Linked DNA regions of Mus musculus: all the other regions are linked to region 1. A link is a contact called in public Hi-C and HiChIP or PLAC-seq data. All regions are on one chromosome and are shown on one strand. The core of a region is the stretch at or near the end of the contact, and the rest is flanking DNA. Distances in the headings are between cores, read along the strand shown. Region 1 holds the start of Tm9sf3 (transmembrane 9 superfamily member 3). Region 2 holds the start of Zfp518a (zinc finger protein 518A). Region 3 overlaps Slit1 (slit guidance ligand 1). Region 4 overlaps Lcor (ligand dependent nuclear receptor corepressor). Region 5 overlaps Lcor (ligand dependent nuclear receptor corepressor). Region 6 holds the start of Blnk (B cell linker).

Region 1 (2,602 bases), core at 61-2,560:
TGCCAATGAGAGCACATCTAATTCACCTTTTAAAGAGCTGTCTGGTTGGTAATACATTAGCAGTTAACAAACTAAAGAAGCAAACTGGGTCTAGTCTTTCAGCAAGTCACCCAACCTGTGCATCTGTCACTTTTCTGTAAGTGGACACACTAAAGGTACCTGTTGCATAGGGTCTGTGTGAGTATCAGAGTGCCTGGCAGATGAAACCATTACTGATGATTCCACTATGAGTTCTAACTATTCAAGATGTGTTTTGGACAAAAAAGACATAATTTGATTTCTTGGTAGGAAATCATGTTGGTACTCCTTGGGAATGGACAGGGAAGGAAGATTGGTAGTGGGGTCTTCTTCAGACTTCTGCACAGTATGGTGGTATAGAATATTGGCTGTGAGGTATTACACGACCAAATACCAAAACCTGCCTGATACGGATGGATGAGACAATCTTCCTCTAAGTCCCACATTTAGAGAAGTGTCCTTCTGATCATTTCTGAGTCCGTAGTACGTTTTGGTTTGAGATGGGGCCTTGCTACGTAGCCTGGCAGGCTTGGTACTGAGCCTGTAGATAAGGTTGGCTCCAATCTTTCTGCAATTCTGCCTCTGCGGTCCTGGTGCCGGGATTACATGCCTGCACCGCTATGACCCGATTATTTCGTTTTGTTTTCTTTTCTTCTTTTGTCTCACGCTGTAACCCAAGCAAGTATGCAATAAACAACAATCAGTCCAGCTTCCCGAATGCTGGGGCTTACAAGAGTAAGATACCAAACTTAGCTCCTTATTACTACCGGCTCAGATACAGAATATGAGATCAAGTGATTGGAGTGCTGAGGAACTTCCGGACACATTTATGATTGAGGCTGAGAAAAACAATACGTAGGCAGATGAACAAGAATGTCAACTTAGCCCAGATCTCTTGATTGCATAGAAGTCTATAAACAGTACACGGTGATGTTTAAACACCCAACCGACCCTGTCCAAGTTTAATAATCATCGTCCATAAAGAAGCTTGCGGAGCCCGAGGTTAGAGGGAAGGGGTGTTCACGCACGCCGTGGCGAGCTAGGCGCCTGAGCCGATGTCACCCCAGCCCGCCCGCAGCCGGGCGCGCAAGGGCCCAGGCCCAGGTCCAGGCCGAGGCTGAGCAAGCAGCACAGCAGCGGCGACTCGGAACCCTTCAACCCCGCGGCCTGCGCGCGCCGGCGCCCCACGGCCGGCGACGGTTGCGGCCCCGCGTCGGGAGGACTTCCGGCGTGTGCCGGGGTGGCCGGATGACGTGGCTGAGTCAGAGGAAGAGGCTCGGAGGCCGGGGGGCGGGGGCGGCGCGGAGCGGGCGGTGACGGCGGCGGAGGCAGCGGCTGTGCCCGGGCCCCGTGCGTCTGTCCGCGCCCGGTGGATGTGAATCGGCGGCGGCGGCGGAGGAGGAGTCGGTGGGCCGGCGCCCGGCCTGTGGGAGCGCGGAGGATGAGGCCGCTGCCGGGCGCTCCTGGCGTGGCGGCGGCCGCCGCGTTGTTGTTGCTGCTGCTGCCCCGGGCTCGGTCTGACGAGCACGAACACACGGTGAGGCGAAGCGAGCCGCGCGGCCGCCCCCGCCCCAGCCCCGCTCCCAAGCCTGCCGCCCCGCCAGACCCGGCGTGGTCCGAAGGCCCGGGGGGCCCGGTGCAGCCCCGCGGCCGCCCGAGCGCTCCTTCCGGTCGGGCATGGCGGGGCCGGATCCGCGGGAGCTGGGAGGAGGCATTTCCGAGCACTCGGGGCTGCCTGGGCCTTGCTCCGCAGCTCCGCCTCTCGGGGCTGCTGCCCGGGGATCGGCCCGGAGCGGGCTCTGGACCCGGGAAACTGGACGCTGTGCACACAGCACGGCGGAGGATGGATGCGTGGTGATCCAGGCGCTTGCCAACCAGGAAATACCCATCGCTTCGCGCAGGGCTCCGGCCTCTTCCTACCCTTCTCTCTCCCTCTCGCCCGAACCGGATTTAAACCGTGGGGTGGGGACAGCTTTAGGGAAGTGGAGGTGTGAACGGTTTACACGCGGACACGTCTTCACCCTGCACGCACTCGGTCCCCAGGACTCCCTTGCAACTTTCTCCGCGCTCCGTGAGTGCCCAGAGGACGCCCTGTTCGGGTGGTCGGTCCCTAACTGGGACAGCTCTGCCCTTGTGTCACCCAGCCCTCAGGCCACACCCCCACTCACTTTTGCTTTTGGCCTGAAGTTGATTGGCGGTTTATTTAATTGTATCTTCACATCAAAGCTCGCCTATTAATGACTCTTGGAGTGACTTTCACCTAGAGCTGTAACGCTGTGGAATTCACTTATTTATTTTTTTATTCAGAATGGTAGACGCGGGGAAGTGTGGAAAGTCTGATAAACCTAGAAGATTGCTTGGCAAATTGGAGATTGTTTCAAGGTTTTTATCTGTATTGTGATTTTTTTTTTTTTGCCCGAGTAGTTGTGTATTTACTAAATTTAAAATATGTGGAGAACGTTTGGCTGTAGCTGATCGGTGACAAAATGGGAGTACGCTGCTTTTAAGGGGCAGACGTTAGATTTTGTTTGTAGTGAACAAAACTTTGTTTTGATTAGCCAATTAAAAACTCTAAATTAGGCTG
Region 2 (2,602 bases), core at 27-2,526, 370 kb after region 1:
GAGCACACTCAAATCAGACCTGTTTTGCTGGGAAAAAAAGCAATTCAATTATTATTAGTAAAATGTGCCTTAAGAAAACCAGACTTTCAAATTAACCACGCTGTGAGTTGTTTTTACATTACATCCCTGAGATAATCACAGACAGTTCAACATTCTCATGAATTCCTCAAAAACTGACCCCTTTCCCCATTTTCAAGACTTTTGAAAAAAATAATTTACAAAAACTAAAATAACCCAAATTTAAACCTGAAGCGAAAACTGACCCTTAACTTTTGTTTTCTAAACTTTGAAGTTGCATCTGTTCCATTGGTCTAGATAAGAGTTAAATCACATCATCTATGCATTCAGACCCAATACTTTTGAGTTACCAAAGCCATCTAACTCAAGATACTACCCACTTAACAAAGAGGACACCATGTTAAGAACAGATTCAAGATGGACCCTACAAGTGGGGAAAAAAAAAAAAAAAGCCCGTGACAAAGAAATCCATATGCCACTGGGTGTGGTGGTGGTGGGGGCAGTCTACAAGAGGACCACTTTCTTGCCCAACTCTGAGGGCGCGCAGTGCGTGCGCCAAGAGAGCGGGGAGTCTCTGCAAGGAAGAACCCCCAATAGCCATAGACTGGGCCCATAGTAGGGATGCCGTCGAGGCGGGCCCGCGAACCTACAGCTCGAGGGGTGCGGACTGAGGGCTGCCCAGCCCGTCTCCACCGGGCGCGGAACCCGACGAGCGATGGCTTCGCGCGCCAAACGCCCCCGCATCGCCCCCAAAACGCCGCGCCCGATCCGCCCCTTTCCCCGGAGTTCCGCTGCCCCTCGGGCGCGCGGATGTACACTGTCGCCGCGCCGTGCGCGCGCGCCCAAGTCCTAGGCTCTGAGACCGTGGGGGAGTTCTTAGGGACAAACTTACAACCAGCCCAAGCCGAGACGACAATGACCAGCCCTAAGAGCTAGCAAGAGCCCCGGGTTAGAAACCAAGGACTTCTCTAGAAAACTTTGCGGCAAGTTGGCCGGAAGCGCTGAATGGACGGGACTATTTAACATGAGCTTCCTAGCGCAAGAGGCGGATCCCCCCCAAGACCATTTGGGGGGAACCCTAGCACCCCACGATTTCGCCCTTGGCCCCTTGCCGTCTCTCTGTGCGTCCCGACATCCTAACTGGTCTTGGCGGCTCCGCACACAGGGAATACCTGCCGTGGTCCCCATTGCCTGCGAGTCCCAGATGGCGGCCATTACCCCTCCATCCGGGTACTGCCGGAAAGCCGAGCGCCGCGCTGCCGGCAGCGCACGCTGCGGCGGAGGGATCCGCGCTGCACCTGAGGCGAGCGGAAGGGAACGGCGGCCGGAAGGGCCCCCGCCTCAGCCTCCCGAGAGTAGGCCATGGCGCTGAGTCCACGGCTGACCTCGTCATACGGCGCCTCCCTGCGTCCCGCCTCACCGCCCCCCGTCTACTCACCAGCCGCGGGGATCCTACTGCGGGGGGAAGAACGGGGAAAATGGCTACCGTCCTTTCCCAAGTAGACACCAGAAGCAGGAACTGGTGTGCTTGGCAAGCCTTGGTTGACAGGAAATGGCCTCAACCCAGAGGTTTTAGGCAGCCCCCATCTTAGCAAATGGCGTGTTCCCTGTACTTACTCGGATCACGCGAGTTGTGGTATCCCTTTGACGTCCCAGTGGTTGGACGAAGCTGCTACCCAAAGCTCTGGCCCACAAGGGAGCCAACCCTGAGCTCCAGAGCAGCCCCACGCACAGGCTACCTGTGAGGGACACTCTTCTCTCCCGCCGCGACACGACCTCCTCCCACGGCACGGAGGACTCGTCTGAGCGAAGGAAGTCCTCTCAGCGAAGGAAAACCCTCGCACGCCCCTCACAGACTCAAAAATGGAATCCTTGCCCCCAAGAAAAGAATCCTTCCCCACCCCACACAAGAGTCGTACAAAGTCCAAATGTGGCTCCTCTCTTTCAGAACGTTTCAGAAGCCTACTAATCTCACTTGGTAAATAATTACCTCCCTTAAAAGAAAAAAAGGACAAAAAACACACGTGGAAGCACTGTGGAAACTGCCGCCGTCAAAAACTCGAGGCGGAGGGATATAGCAAAATATAAAAGATCGAATCTGAGAATTTTGGCTTCAACTGTGGGCCGTAGTTTTTTTTTTTGGGGGGGGGGATGCGTGGGGGCAAGGGGTAACCCAAATAACTCCTGACACGCACAAATTTTTCTTAAAACCAATTTTAAAACTGTTAAGAATTTTCCACTTTCTTAGGATATGCTTTTGAACGCATTGACCTGTGCCACACGGACTTTACCCTTTAAATTAAAAAAAAGAAAAAGAAAAAGAAAAAGAAAAAGAAAGGAATAAAACACACACGGAGAACCCTTAGTTTTGGGTGGTTTGTACAACAGTCCTCCTAGAAGCGGCAAGCTGAAATTCACACAAGAAGTACAAACATAACTATAAAAGTGAAGGTGAAATCTATTAATATCAAAAGGGCATATTTATAATCTATAATGATGTTTGCAAAATAGATTTTCTTTGGGGGGGGGCAGGGTAACAGGCCCTGAGACAGTGTAACAGAGCCCTGGCTGTCCTGGAACTCAA
Region 3 (2,602 bases), core at 73-2,572, 350 kb before region 1:
GTGAAAACAAAAGTGGATGGGCTGCCAGGTCAGGCAGTTCAGGGCTTAGACCCAGAGGCTGCTCTTTGCCGCTGTGTGGCCCCAGGGAAATTACATATTCTACGAGATGCTCAATTCCACGTCTTCAAATTTCACGAAGAAGCTTGCATGTGGGATTAATGACAGCACTGGATGTGTAACGGCAGAAGCAGAGGCCATTTCTGGTCAGGGGTAGATGCTGGCTACCCTCTCCCCAGTGCCTGTGGAGGCTCTTGAATATAGAGCTTCTGGCCTTGGCAGCATGGTTTCGAACCTAAATCTCCCCCTTCCTTTGCTCTAAGCTGGTTACTCAGTCTCCCCAAGTCTGTCTTCGTGACGAGGCACAGCAAGGGTTTAAAATGGAGCTTGGGGGTGACCTGGGACCTGCGTCCTCAGTGACATAAAAGCTTCCGAAACTGGAATGCCTGCTTTTCTCTGTTGCCTGTCCCAGGGCCATTGGTGCCAACCCCCTGTACTGCGACTGCCGCCTCCGGTGGCTCTCCAGTTGGGTGAAGACTGGCTACAAGGAACCTGGCATTGCCCGCTGTGCTGGACCCCCAGAGATGGAGGGCAAACTGTTACTCACCACACCTGCCAAGAAGTTTGAATGCCAAGGTGAGCCCAGGGGCATGAGAGAAGGGGTGGTGGGTGCCAGGGACCCCAGGATTTGCCTAGCCCCGGTGGGGTCTTCCAGAAACTCCCGGGTCCTTGGGTCCCGCTGCTAGGTGAGTCAGATGATATACTTGAGACTCTTCTGATTAGAATGGCTGTCTTCCATCTTGATGTCCGACATACAAACAGCTAGGCGGAAAATCCCAGGCCTTGAAGGCTTAGATTCTTCCCTGTGGTTATGTAAGAAAAATCAAAACAGCAGTTTTGAAGCTCCCAGGCTCCTGGCAATACAGGCACCCAGACTTCCCTGAAGGTAAGCACTGTGCCGGACAAACAGCTGAAGCCCCCTCTGTCCCTGGTGGGACTGAGAGACCAGCTGGTGCTTTCTGGACATTTGTAGCACAGAGAATCAGGGTGTGACCGGTGGCCCGTGCTGAGGATCTCTGCCTCCAGCATCTACAAATACTTGTTCAGGGACTGATTGACAGACTGGTTGGCAGATCAGGCTCCCCCGAGGCCCTACAGAACCCTGTGAAGCAAAGACAGGTGGCGGAGTGGCTGCCTGGGCTCAGCTTTGTTTGCAGGGGGAGTTAGGGGAGGACCCTAGGGACCCCAGGGCATGGCCCTTGCCCTCTGCAAGCTCAGAGACTGCCATCGGAAATGAAACTGACAGCTGTAGGTTAATGAGGTGGCCCAGGCCACCCTGTGTGCAGGAAGCTGTCACAGCTGTAATAGTTCCAAGGGCCCACAATGTGGCAGCTCCTAGGAGCAAGCCGATCTATGCTAATAGGTGCATGGCATTTGCTAGTTGGCAGAGTGGAGCTGAGTTGTATTTTTTTTTATGTACTTTTAAACCGAAATATGACAACAGAAAGGTACACAGACATGAGGGAAGGGCCGATGCATGATCACTGAGTTCACTCACGTACCAGTACTGGGCTAAGAAACCGACGACACATCTGTGCCTGGAAATCCCGCCAGCAGCCTCTGTCCTGTGGAAAACATTTTTTTTTTGTTTTGTCTTGGTTTTGTTTTTGCTTTCCCACTCAAGCGCATGTCTTGATATGTTACTGATATGTTACCTCTTCTAGAAGGAGCCTTCAGCAGGGAGCCTGAGTTGAGTGGCCAGGTTTTCCTATTCATTCTTACAAAACGTTTGTGTCCCTCATGGTTGGCACCCAGGTACCATTGCTGCTAGGCTACCCTATTCTCGCCAGTGATTGAGGTCTGGAGGAGAGCCTGTGTAGCTTAGAGGTAACAGAAGATTCTCTTCTCTTTAGACTCCAAGAGAAAGAACCTCAAGGCATGTAGATCCACCCCCCTATAGGCTCCCTGCAGAGCCAAGCCCGGGCTCACAGTGCCCTCTCTGCTGAGCAGGCTGCAGGCTGGAGTGTCTGCTTCTGAGGGTGTGAAAGGCAGAATCAGGGACAGTGAACAGTCATGGTTTTGCTACTCTCTGCCTCTTAGGGTGACCCTACCACTGTGTACAGTTTCCACCTTCTGAGCCCTGCCTACCTGTTCATACGGTTCTCACAGCTGTATGTGAGTCAGGGGCTTCCAGTGACCCTTTAGTAAAGTGGGCTCTGCAGCTGGAAAGCTGGACTGGGCTGGGAGATATAGCACAACCGTCACAGACTGGCAGTGAGGCATGTCTCCTGGGAGGGTATGCCTCCATAGGACCGGACCTCTCAGGGTAGTGCCTCATGCCTACACACGTGCCCTTCCTCTGCTAATGTTCTCCCTGCTTCCACAGGTCCCCCCAGCCTGGCAGTTCAGGCCAAGTGTGATCCCTGCTTGTCCAGCCCATGCCAGAACCAGGGCACCTGCCACAATGACCCTCTTGAGGTATACAGGTGTACCTGCCCCAGTGGCTACAAGGTGAGTGGAGGCTGCAGCTGGAGGGACAGAGTTCTCTCTGCTGCGAGGCATCCCTGGCACGGCTGGGTCTGTTGTTTTCCTCCCTGCCTCAGAA
Region 4 (2,602 bases), core at 64-2,563, 330 kb before region 1:
TAGCATGACGTCTCTTTCTAGAAATAAAGGTGTTCTGGCCTCCTTAGCTCTGTGCAAGTTTCCTTCCCCAGACACCATCGCTCCCTATTGGCCGGGAGAAGCCGGTCCCTGGGCATGAGAGGCATGGACTGGCAGGTGATGTCACCTTTCCCCCAAGGCCTTGAGATGGCAGCTTGAGAGGCTGACTCGATGGTTCTCAGAGAGCCATGAGCCCCAGGCTCAACTTTACCTTTGACTTATTCAGTACCTTGCCAGCCAAGGGCCCGGTCTACGGCTCCCATCACCTGCTCACACTCAGACTTGTAAGGTCAGGTAAGAGGGTGACTCTGAGACCAGTCCTTTGAGAAACCATCTCCATGTTCTGTTCCCCTTTGGTAAAGATCTTCAGTTTGCTTTGTGGTCATCACTGGCTATTTCCATTAGACGTGCACAGCAGAGACCCAGCAGGGCAAGCCCTCAAGGAGCTGGTTACGTGAGCAGCACTGCTCAGGGCCCTGTGGCGATGCTAAGGAATGGGAAAGGACATCTTTGTTTTCTCTTTGCCTGCTGTTAGCCTAACCGTGAAAGTATCTCTTTATACAGAATACTTACAGATTCTAATATATATTTGTATTTCATTTTGTTATAGTATTTTTATATGTTAAAGTCAACCTCCAGTGTCTTGTTTTGATTTTCAGATGCTCTGTGGTTGTGACCTTTTGTTTGGGGTTTCTGTAGTCGTTTGAGTCAACTCTTAGAAACTGGCTTCAAACAGTCCCTGAGGGAGCTGCACCTGTCCTTTCCCCAGAAGTATTGTTTTAGGATATGTCAGTATTGTCTGCTGTCTTCCATGTGAACATGACATTGATTCATGGACTTTCTGCCTGGTCTCTTTCTTCATCAAAACGAGCCTGCTGCTACCAGCATTGACCTTCCCAGGGTGGGAAGGCCCTGGGTTACCACACTGACCACAGTCATCACAGCCTGCTGGGATGTTTGCCAACCTTGATGTGGCAAGGCTTGTTCATCAGGAAGGAGAGGGGTGTGTGACAAACTGGGGAGGCTTACTCTCATTTCCTGCCAAGTGTTTAAGTCACACTAATATTTTCAGCATTTGCCTACAGAGCCACTCACACATTTAACCAGACTCCAAGGGTCTTGGAGCATCCAAGCGGCCGTAGAAAGCAGCATGTATTCTCAGATAATCAATCCTAGAAGGGGCGTGTGTCCAGGCCAGTAAAGGGAGCCCATACACCAGACCAGAACACTGCACATAGGAAATGACATGAGTAACAGGATCTAAGTTTCTAAGACAGGGACCCGCCCCCCATAGGTCACCAAAGGAAGGATGTGCCAAGCCCTCCTCCATTGAGGCCAGAGCCATGAACTGATCTCACATAGGGATGTAGTGATGTCAAAAGGCTCCATTCTAAGAGCACATGACCACCTTGAAAGGGCACGGGAATGGTAACTCTGGTGCCTTCACAATAGCTGAGAATTTGGAGAGGAAGGGCATGCTGGAGAGCATGGTAGAGGAGAGCAAGTGAAACCCTGTAGGTCACAGGCTCAAGTGTATGGGGGAGAGGTAAGCCAGTGGTCAGCGCAACTTGGCCCATCATTTCTATTGCCACATCAGATTAAAGCAGTAGGTACCAACAGGGGCAAGTGGAAACAGTCACCGCTGGAGACTACGGCACATGAAGAACATTTTCCAGTCTATTTGTACCAGCTGGTTTTCACCATGACCTAAATTTCTTAGCTTCAAACAAAACACCAGAAACCAAAAACAAACCAAAAATAAAACACCCCCCCACAACAAAACTAGAGACCCCAATTTTTTGAGTGAAAAACTTATAGTTTTAAACTATTTTTTTAAATCCTGGGTTAAGTTGGGTGTGGTGGCGCACACCTTTAGTCCCAGCACTCGGGAGGCAGAGGCAGGAGGATTTCTGAGTTCAAGGCCAGCCTGGTCTACAAAGTGAGTTCCAGGACAGCCAGAGCTATACAGAGAAATCCTGTCTAGAAAAAAAAAATCCTGGGTTAAATAAACACATCTGTAGATTGGAAATTTACAACTTCATCGTTAAAGCAAACCCCGGGGTTGCTGGACAGTCACTATCAATTCCGTGAATATCCAGGATTGGTTCCCCATGGGTCTCCTGGGTCAACCATGACTTTGAACAGACTCACTTCCAGCAGATCCAACAAGTCAGATCGCAGAAGTCGTTCTGGCAAGTGCGAGGTTTGTTTTCTGTCACATTCCTGCTGGGGTCACAGAAGTGGACAGCACTTGGCTGGCTGGCTTGTCCCCTCCCTTCAGGTTGCACATCCACCTTTCCTGCCCCGTCCAGTGACTCCCACGATGCTTCCATTATATTTATATCCGTCCCCTGAGTAAGGTATAGCTCAGAGGGTCATTAATCGTTTAGGGTAGTGCCCAGCCCCATGGCTGACAGTCTGCTTTCAGCCACACACTAGTGAGGCAGGGGACTGTGCTGTACTGTCCCCTCCCCATCTGCAGTGACTACACAAACACACTTTAATATCAAAGAACTTTAATATGCTGCAATAAAATAAGCGCCTTGAAAAAGCTCACAGATGTCAAGGTTAGAGAAATCCCTCC
Region 5 (2,602 bases), core at 28-2,527, 320 kb before region 1:
TTAAGACAATTTCTCAGAAAGAACAATTGGCTGGAGAGCCACCAACAGTGCTCCAGAACAGGACACAAAGAGAAAGAAATTTCACAGTGGAGGGGCTATCAGCTTTGACCCATGCAAGGCAGAAGCATCCCCACAGTAGCCCACCACCGAGCTCCCCGAGAATATCCGAGAATATCACCAGGAAACATTTCAGTCTCACCAGCTGCTCTGCATGAAAGCTAAATCCACACTGGGAAGCTAAGAGGGAGGGAGAGGCCAACACTAGGTTCAAGACAGGGCACAAACATGGCCTGCGGGGATGGCCAGGGGTCTCACGGTGGCTTTGGGCTTTTGGATGCACAACTTTTACCGACATGGAAAAGAGCCCAGATTCTGAGACAACATCTCACACACACACTCTTCTCAGCCCCTCTGGCTTATGGACCTTTAGGAGACTATTATTTGATGGCATGTGAAACACGACAGAACACAGACGGTAGCTTCATGTGTGTTGAACATGTATTGATACGTCTTCTGGCTTACTCTTCCATCTTTGACTCTGACCTCATGGCCAGGACATGTCTTTATAGAAAGGTTTACCACAGACAGCCTGTGTCACCTGCCTTTCCACCTCCCACTGGTGGCAGAGTTACAGTAAAGGACATGGGAGCTGCAAAGGAGACATCTGACTGGACCCCTACTCTGACAGTACAGTCCCTCAGAACCTTAGCTGCACCTGCACACTGGGACTGAATGGCAGTATGCTGAGAGTCTGCACAAAAGCAGGGTTCAAATAGTTTTGGCTTCTGTCTGCCTTTTTAAAAAGAAACTTTTTATTCTTTGTGAATTTCACACCATGCAACCCCAGTCCCACTCATCTCCCTGTCTCTTTGTATCTACCATCTATCCTTGCAACCTCCCCTTTCCCAAGAAAAAAACAACAACAACCACCTCATTGCAGAAGCTGCAGTGAGTCATAGTATATCCTACGGTAAACCCTTCTGTCCACACATCTTTACTTGCAAATGCTCACTGCAGTGAGTCATTGGTCTGGTTCAAGACCTCTGTCTTCTGCTATTCTATGGATACTCTATCCTCACTATGGCTCCTCTCGGGTACCCTGTTGACTGTGTCATGGAGATCCTGCAGCTTTGGATCTGCAAGGCTGACCCCTTCACATGCTCCAGTAGTTCCTAGGGTGGGCCAACTCAAAGCCCTGAATCTGGGCCTGGGTGGCAGCCGTGTTGGTCAGCTCACCAGCTCTCCCTCACCCACACCACCAGGGTGAGCTTTGTGGCACTGCTCCAGCTGGCTCAGTCAATGCCTCAACTGGCAAGGCTGCCTCTGCCTCTGCCTCTGATGTGCTTGGCAAAAGCAGTCAAGGTTCTTGCTTGCTTCTCAGTGCGACCTGAAACTTTCTGTCTAGCTGAGACTAACCTTGAGCTCTACTCCTTCTCCAGCTTCCGTTGTCCCAGTGTTAAGATTACAGGTGTGTGCCCTCACAGGCAGCTTAACTTTTTTGGGGGGGGTTGTTTGTTTGTTTTGTTTTTTGAGACAGGGTTTCTCTGTATAGTCCTGGCTATCCTGGAACTCACTCTGTAGACCAGGCTGGCCTCGAACTCAGAAATCCACCTGCCTCTGCCTCCCAAGTGCTGGGATTAAAGGCGTGCACCACCACTGCCCGGCTTAGACTTTTAATTACGTTTATATCATGTATATATATCTCATGTGCACATGTGCCACAGCATACAGGGAGAAGTCAGAGGTCAGATTTTGTGAGCATGTGGGTCTCCGGGATTAAGCTCAGGCCGTCAGGCTTGGTGGCAAACACTTAGATACACTGACCATCCTGTCAGCCCCTGAATTTCTGAAAATATTTTGGTGTGTAATTCTTTACAGAATCATACCATCACTTAACACGCGTCTCTCTCTCCACTTGGCCTTTATTTCTCTGAGAATCAGTATTTACCCCCATCAGGACACAGAAGATGGAAGACAGTAGCTGCTGGAGATGGCAAATGATGTGTTCTTAGTAGATGTTTCAAAGCTCCGAATGTGACCTGTTTTGTAGGCAATTTGGATCCATAGGCAGAAACCTGGCAGTAAGTAGTGACCTTGGGGCTGAGAGACTGCACATTAACACTAACCTTTGCCCAGCTATCATTAAATAGCTAACTTTACAACTACAGCCATAAAGCTACTTTTGGCTGTGACTCCAAATTACTACTTACCACCCCCCCAAAGGTTTTAAAGAGAAATCTAATTTAGATGATTTTAATTTCTTACCATTCAGCTATTTAATGTTTAGAGTTAACCTCAACTTCCTGGTACTTAATTATATTGTTGCATTTTTCATGTTTGGCTTTAAAAAATGGTGTCAGTCTGATTTAAATTGGCTAAAGATCTACCTTTGCTTAGCAGTACTCAAGTTTCCCTGCATCTTTAACGGAGCCCAAATACAGCGCTTGCACTAACTTTGGTTACCCCTAGGCAACTGCTAATTGAACAGAGCAGAGATTCTGTCTTGTAGAGAATTTCCTCACTCTGACTCTGAAAAAGCATGACATTTTAGATCCGTAATTAGTCTGTGTCATATAGATTATTGACACCTGACTAAATAGGA
Region 6 (2,602 bases), core at 52-2,551, 270 kb after region 1:
GTGCAGGCAGATTAGAGAAAGGCAACAGTTACGGGAAGCAAGTGTCTGCATTTCTCTCCTGATGCCCTACTCTTCTGCAAAGGGACCTCACCCTTCAACCACTCTGAGGCATCAGCTCTCGGACATCCTGAAGAATGGCAAATTCAGATATAGTGCATGAACGTGAACAGTCAAGGAACCAGGAGGACCGAAGAGCTCCTCTTTGAACAAAGAACCTGGGGGTGGGGGTGGGCAGGGGCGGGAAGAAATCCGGGTTTGCTCTCTGTCTCTTCTCCTCCCTTCTCTGGCCTGGTCCTCCTTCCCACTCTCTCCTCAGCCAGGCCCTTGAAGCTATAACAGGAGAGATAACTGAAATCCCTCCACTCTGTCTCCCTCCAACCCCCCGTGCATTCTTTAGACCCAGGTCGATGGTCCTTTGATAATGTTCAGAACGTAATCTCCTTTCACAAAGGTGACTAGGATGTGCCAGGTGAGTGGGGGTGGGGGTGTTCAGGTCCAAGGGGAAGAAAGAACACGCCCTCTCATTTTTTTGTTTTTTGTGTTTTGTTGTCTCGAGGAGTATAGCAGAACTGTCTAGATGGGGTCAGAGGCAGGTGTGGGATTTCACTGTGCTTGGGATACCCCTACACCTGACATGTCGCACTGGGTGTGATGAGAGGGGAAGACATGGAGGGGAGTTAGGAGGCATCCGCCTGATGTCATGTGTTGGGAAATCACTAGGCTTGTCCTCAGCTGACTTTTGAGTGTATCCTGTCTTTATTTGAAAATGGCAAGCTTTCAGCAAGGCAACTCCTGACTCCACACAGCATACGATAGGGTCGCCTTTCCCCACCCCTAAGTGACCTTGACCTTGCACAAAGAATTACCTATCACATTTTAAATGACCACTGCTGTGACCTCGGTGACAAGAACTGTCCATTTCATGTCTTAGTTCTTAAGAAGAAGAGGCTAACCCATGGCTTAATGCAAATGAGCAGAAAGCCCCCAAAGAGCCATCCAGATATAATTGATTATTCAGCTTTTCCTTGTACCTAAGAAGTGGCAGGGTGACTCTGGCCATCTGCTAAAAACAGGGACTACCTAAGGTTTGGGACAAACAGGAAGTAGTGCTCAGTCAGAAACTTATCCAACCTGGCAACACACCTGATCATAAAAGAGCTACTGGAAGGGATTTGCATGCCCAATAAGGTTTCACTACCGAAGTTTACACAACGCACAGTAATCAGCCAGGCTGGCTGACTCCCTGGATCACATGACCTCGTAGAAACATGAAACTTGGCGATGCGCTCCAGCGAGTTTTACTTCCCCTGTGCAGGGGTGTTTGCCAGCAGCCTGTGGGTTGCTCGCAGAAGTCAGTTCCAGTGGCTTGAGTTCTTGAGGCCAGAGCCTTACCATGCTGCTCCCCAGGAAGTCCAGGAGCTGCTGACACCCCCCTGGACAGCGACACATCCTCTCTCAAGAAAATGGACAAGCTGAATAAGATAACTGTCCCTGCCAGCCAGAAGCTGAGGTAAGAGATTCCCTTCGGAGCCTTATTCCTCTTCTTTGCCCTCTAGGGCTCCTCCAGCGCTCAGAGGCACCAAAACCTTGGGATACTTGACCAGTGCCAATCGGTTAGCAATGGCTATAGGGAAGTAGATCAGCTTTTTAAAGAAACGTGTAGGAGGAGTGAAGGAACCTGCTTTGGCTGGTTTTTGCCAGGGATGGGACAAAGAGTGAAGCTCTGGGAAGGCAAGAAGATAGAAAATTTGATGGCCCACATGCTAGCAACAGCCAGCTTTCTGAGTCTGAGGAGGGGCTCATCCATGGTGTGAAGAGCGTTTGTAGTCACTGTCGCTTACTGACTCTTGTTTGTTTTGTGGGTGTTCACCCTAAGTTTATTGGGGGAACTACGCGTCTCTCCAGTACCCTCATGACTATCTATTTTAGAATGTCAGATGGCTCACTGGATAAAGTGCTGAATGTGCAGGTCTGATGATCTAAGTTCCATGCCCACAACCCAGATAAAAAACGGAAAGAGAAGCAACTCCACAAAGCTGTCCTTGGACTCCACAGTCACTGCCAGCCTGGCACATGCATGCCCTGACACATCATGCCCACACACATTTCACACACACATACACACACACATACTGATAATAACAATAACCATTTTAAAAAACAGCTTTGGCAATTTAAAGAAATATATACTAAGAAAGAATAAGCCAGCAGTGGCCTAAGGCATACATACGTCAAGAGACCATGCAAAGATGACTTCCCAGTTTTTGAGTTTGAAGAGCATTGTCTTCTGAAGTGGGGCTGATGACTCTCAGAGGCTGGAACTTTCAAACGTTTAAGGGTGTGTTATATTCCATGTGCAGGCTAGAACTTTGGACTTTCATGAGGTCATACTTAAGGGATGGAGCACTGGAGAGTCTGAGACAAATGACAAGAAAAGACATGGAGTTGATAGAAGGACAGTCTTTCACGGTGGCACATGGGTCTTCTCACTCTGAGGGGTTTGGTAAGAGGCAGACTGAGAGGTACTAAGGGGTCCAGACCAGCGGGCAGCATCAGCTGGTCAGCCATTTTATAGAGGATACCCAGGAGAGCCACAGAGCCT

The links. Hi-C and Micro-C count contacts between places; a contact is called where the count stands out from the background. HiChIP or PLAC-seq counts read pairs in DNA pulled down with a chosen protein or histone mark.
Region 2: an H3K27ac HiChIP or PLAC-seq map of embryonic stem cells shows a contact between it and region 1, with 13 read pairs. The contact joins the promoter of Zfp518a here to the promoter of Tm9sf3 in region 1. A contact is called at or near these places in 1 of 39 promoter capture datasets (pre-B cells), 7 of 484 Hi-C or Micro-C datasets (CD4 T cells, CD8 T cells, embryonic stem cells and 2 more) and 3 of 115 datasets of contacts at active chromatin or transcription factors (bone marrow-derived macrophages, embryonic stem cells and memory CD8 T cells).
Region 3: a Hi-C map of pre-B cells shows a contact between it and region 1, with 3 times the contacts expected there. The contact joins the enhancer-like site here to the promoter of Tm9sf3 in region 1. A contact is called at or near these places in 6 of 39 promoter capture datasets (the C10 cell line, the SN4741 cell line, cranial neural crest and 3 more), 3 of 15 datasets of contacts at CTCF or cohesin (the NIH/3T3 cell line, large pre-B cells and pro-B cells), 2 of 484 Hi-C or Micro-C datasets (cortical neurons and pre-B cells), 19 of 115 datasets of contacts at active chromatin or transcription factors (the 230-238 cell line, astrocytes, bone marrow-derived dendritic cells and 9 more) and 1 of 9 other capture datasets (embryonic stem cells).
Region 4: an HNF4G HiChIP or PLAC-seq map of pancreatic cancer cells shows a contact between it and region 1. The contact joins the enhancer-like site here to the promoter of Tm9sf3 in region 1. A contact is called at or near these places in 2 of 39 promoter capture datasets (the HPC-7 cell line and hippocampal neurons), 1 of 15 datasets of contacts at CTCF or cohesin (the NIH/3T3 cell line), 16 of 115 datasets of contacts at active chromatin or transcription factors (the 230-238 cell line, bone marrow-derived macrophages, effector CD8 T cells and 8 more) and 3 of 9 other capture datasets (adipose tissue, embryonic stem cells and liver).
Region 5: a FOXA1 HiChIP or PLAC-seq map of pancreatic cancer cells shows a contact between it and region 1. The contact joins the enhancer-like site here to the promoter of Tm9sf3 in region 1. A contact is called at or near these places in 4 of 39 promoter capture datasets (the HPC-7 cell line, cranial neural crest, frontonasal cranial neural crest and 1 more), 1 of 15 datasets of contacts at CTCF or cohesin (the NIH/3T3 cell line), 12 of 115 datasets of contacts at active chromatin or transcription factors (bone marrow-derived dendritic cells, bone marrow-derived macrophages, embryonic stem cells and 8 more) and 3 of 9 other capture datasets (adipose tissue, liver and macrophages).
Region 6: an H3K4me3 HiChIP or PLAC-seq map of embryonic stem cells shows a contact between it and region 1, with 9 read pairs. The contact joins the promoter of Blnk here to the promoter of Tm9sf3 in region 1. A contact is called at or near these places in 1 of 484 Hi-C or Micro-C datasets (muscle stem cells) and 4 of 115 datasets of contacts at active chromatin or transcription factors (the 230-238 cell line, bone marrow-derived macrophages, embryonic stem cells and 1 more).

The regions. Positions count from the first base shown.
Region 1 is chr19:41,262,712-41,265,313 of GRCm38.p6, reverse strand. It overlaps Tm9sf3 (transmembrane 9 superfamily member 3), which reads left to right and starts at 1,310. Exons shown (of 15, transcript NM_133352.2): 1 at 1,310-1,555. The coding sequence starts at 1,460.
Region 2 is chr19:40,893,379-40,895,980 of GRCm38.p6, reverse strand. Zfp518a (zinc finger protein 518A) reads right to left here and starts at 1,276. Exons shown (of 5, transcript NM_028319.1): 1 at 1,191-1,276. Mir8092 (microRNA 8092) reads right to left here and starts at 1,278; the gene lies at 1,192-1,278.
Region 3 is chr19:41,614,696-41,617,297 of GRCm38.p6, reverse strand. It overlaps Slit1 (slit guidance ligand 1), which reads left to right. Exons shown (of 37, transcript NM_015748.3): 26 at 470-633; 27 at 2,384-2,508. Among named protein-coding and RNA genes, the nearest start is that of Gm52407, 12 kb to the right of the region's middle. Within about 2 kb of position 1,322, at least 44 of the 459 cell types and tissues checked have an H3K27ac peak or open chromatin away from gene starts, as enhancers often do. A contact at or near this core is called in the 230-238 cell line, pre-B cells and pro-B cells, where this site is marked.
Region 4 is chr19:41,596,077-41,598,678 of GRCm38.p6, reverse strand. Lcor (ligand dependent nuclear receptor corepressor) reads right to left here. Exons shown (of 8, transcript NM_001370767.1): 8 at 2,518-2,602. It also overlaps a transcript of Slit1 not described here. Among named protein-coding and RNA genes, the nearest start is that of Gm52407, 6.6 kb to the left of the region's middle. Within about 2 kb of position 1,313, at least 100 of the 459 cell types and tissues checked have an H3K27ac peak or open chromatin away from gene starts, as enhancers often do. A contact at or near this core is called in bone marrow-derived macrophages, memory CD8 T cells and pancreatic cancer cells, where this site is marked.
Region 5 is chr19:41,578,151-41,580,752 of GRCm38.p6, reverse strand. All of the region lies in intron 7 of Lcor (ligand dependent nuclear receptor corepressor), which reads right to left. Among named protein-coding and RNA genes, the nearest start is that of Mir8091, 9.2 kb to the left of the region's middle. Within about 2 kb of position 1,277, at least 18 of the 459 cell types and tissues checked have an H3K27ac peak or open chromatin away from gene starts, as enhancers often do. A contact at or near this core is called in liver and pancreatic cancer cells, where this site is marked.
Region 6 is chr19:40,992,920-40,995,521 of GRCm38.p6, reverse strand. It overlaps Blnk (B cell linker), which reads left to right and starts at 1,301. Exons shown (of 17, transcript NM_008528.5): 1 at 1,301-1,510. The coding sequence starts at 1,464.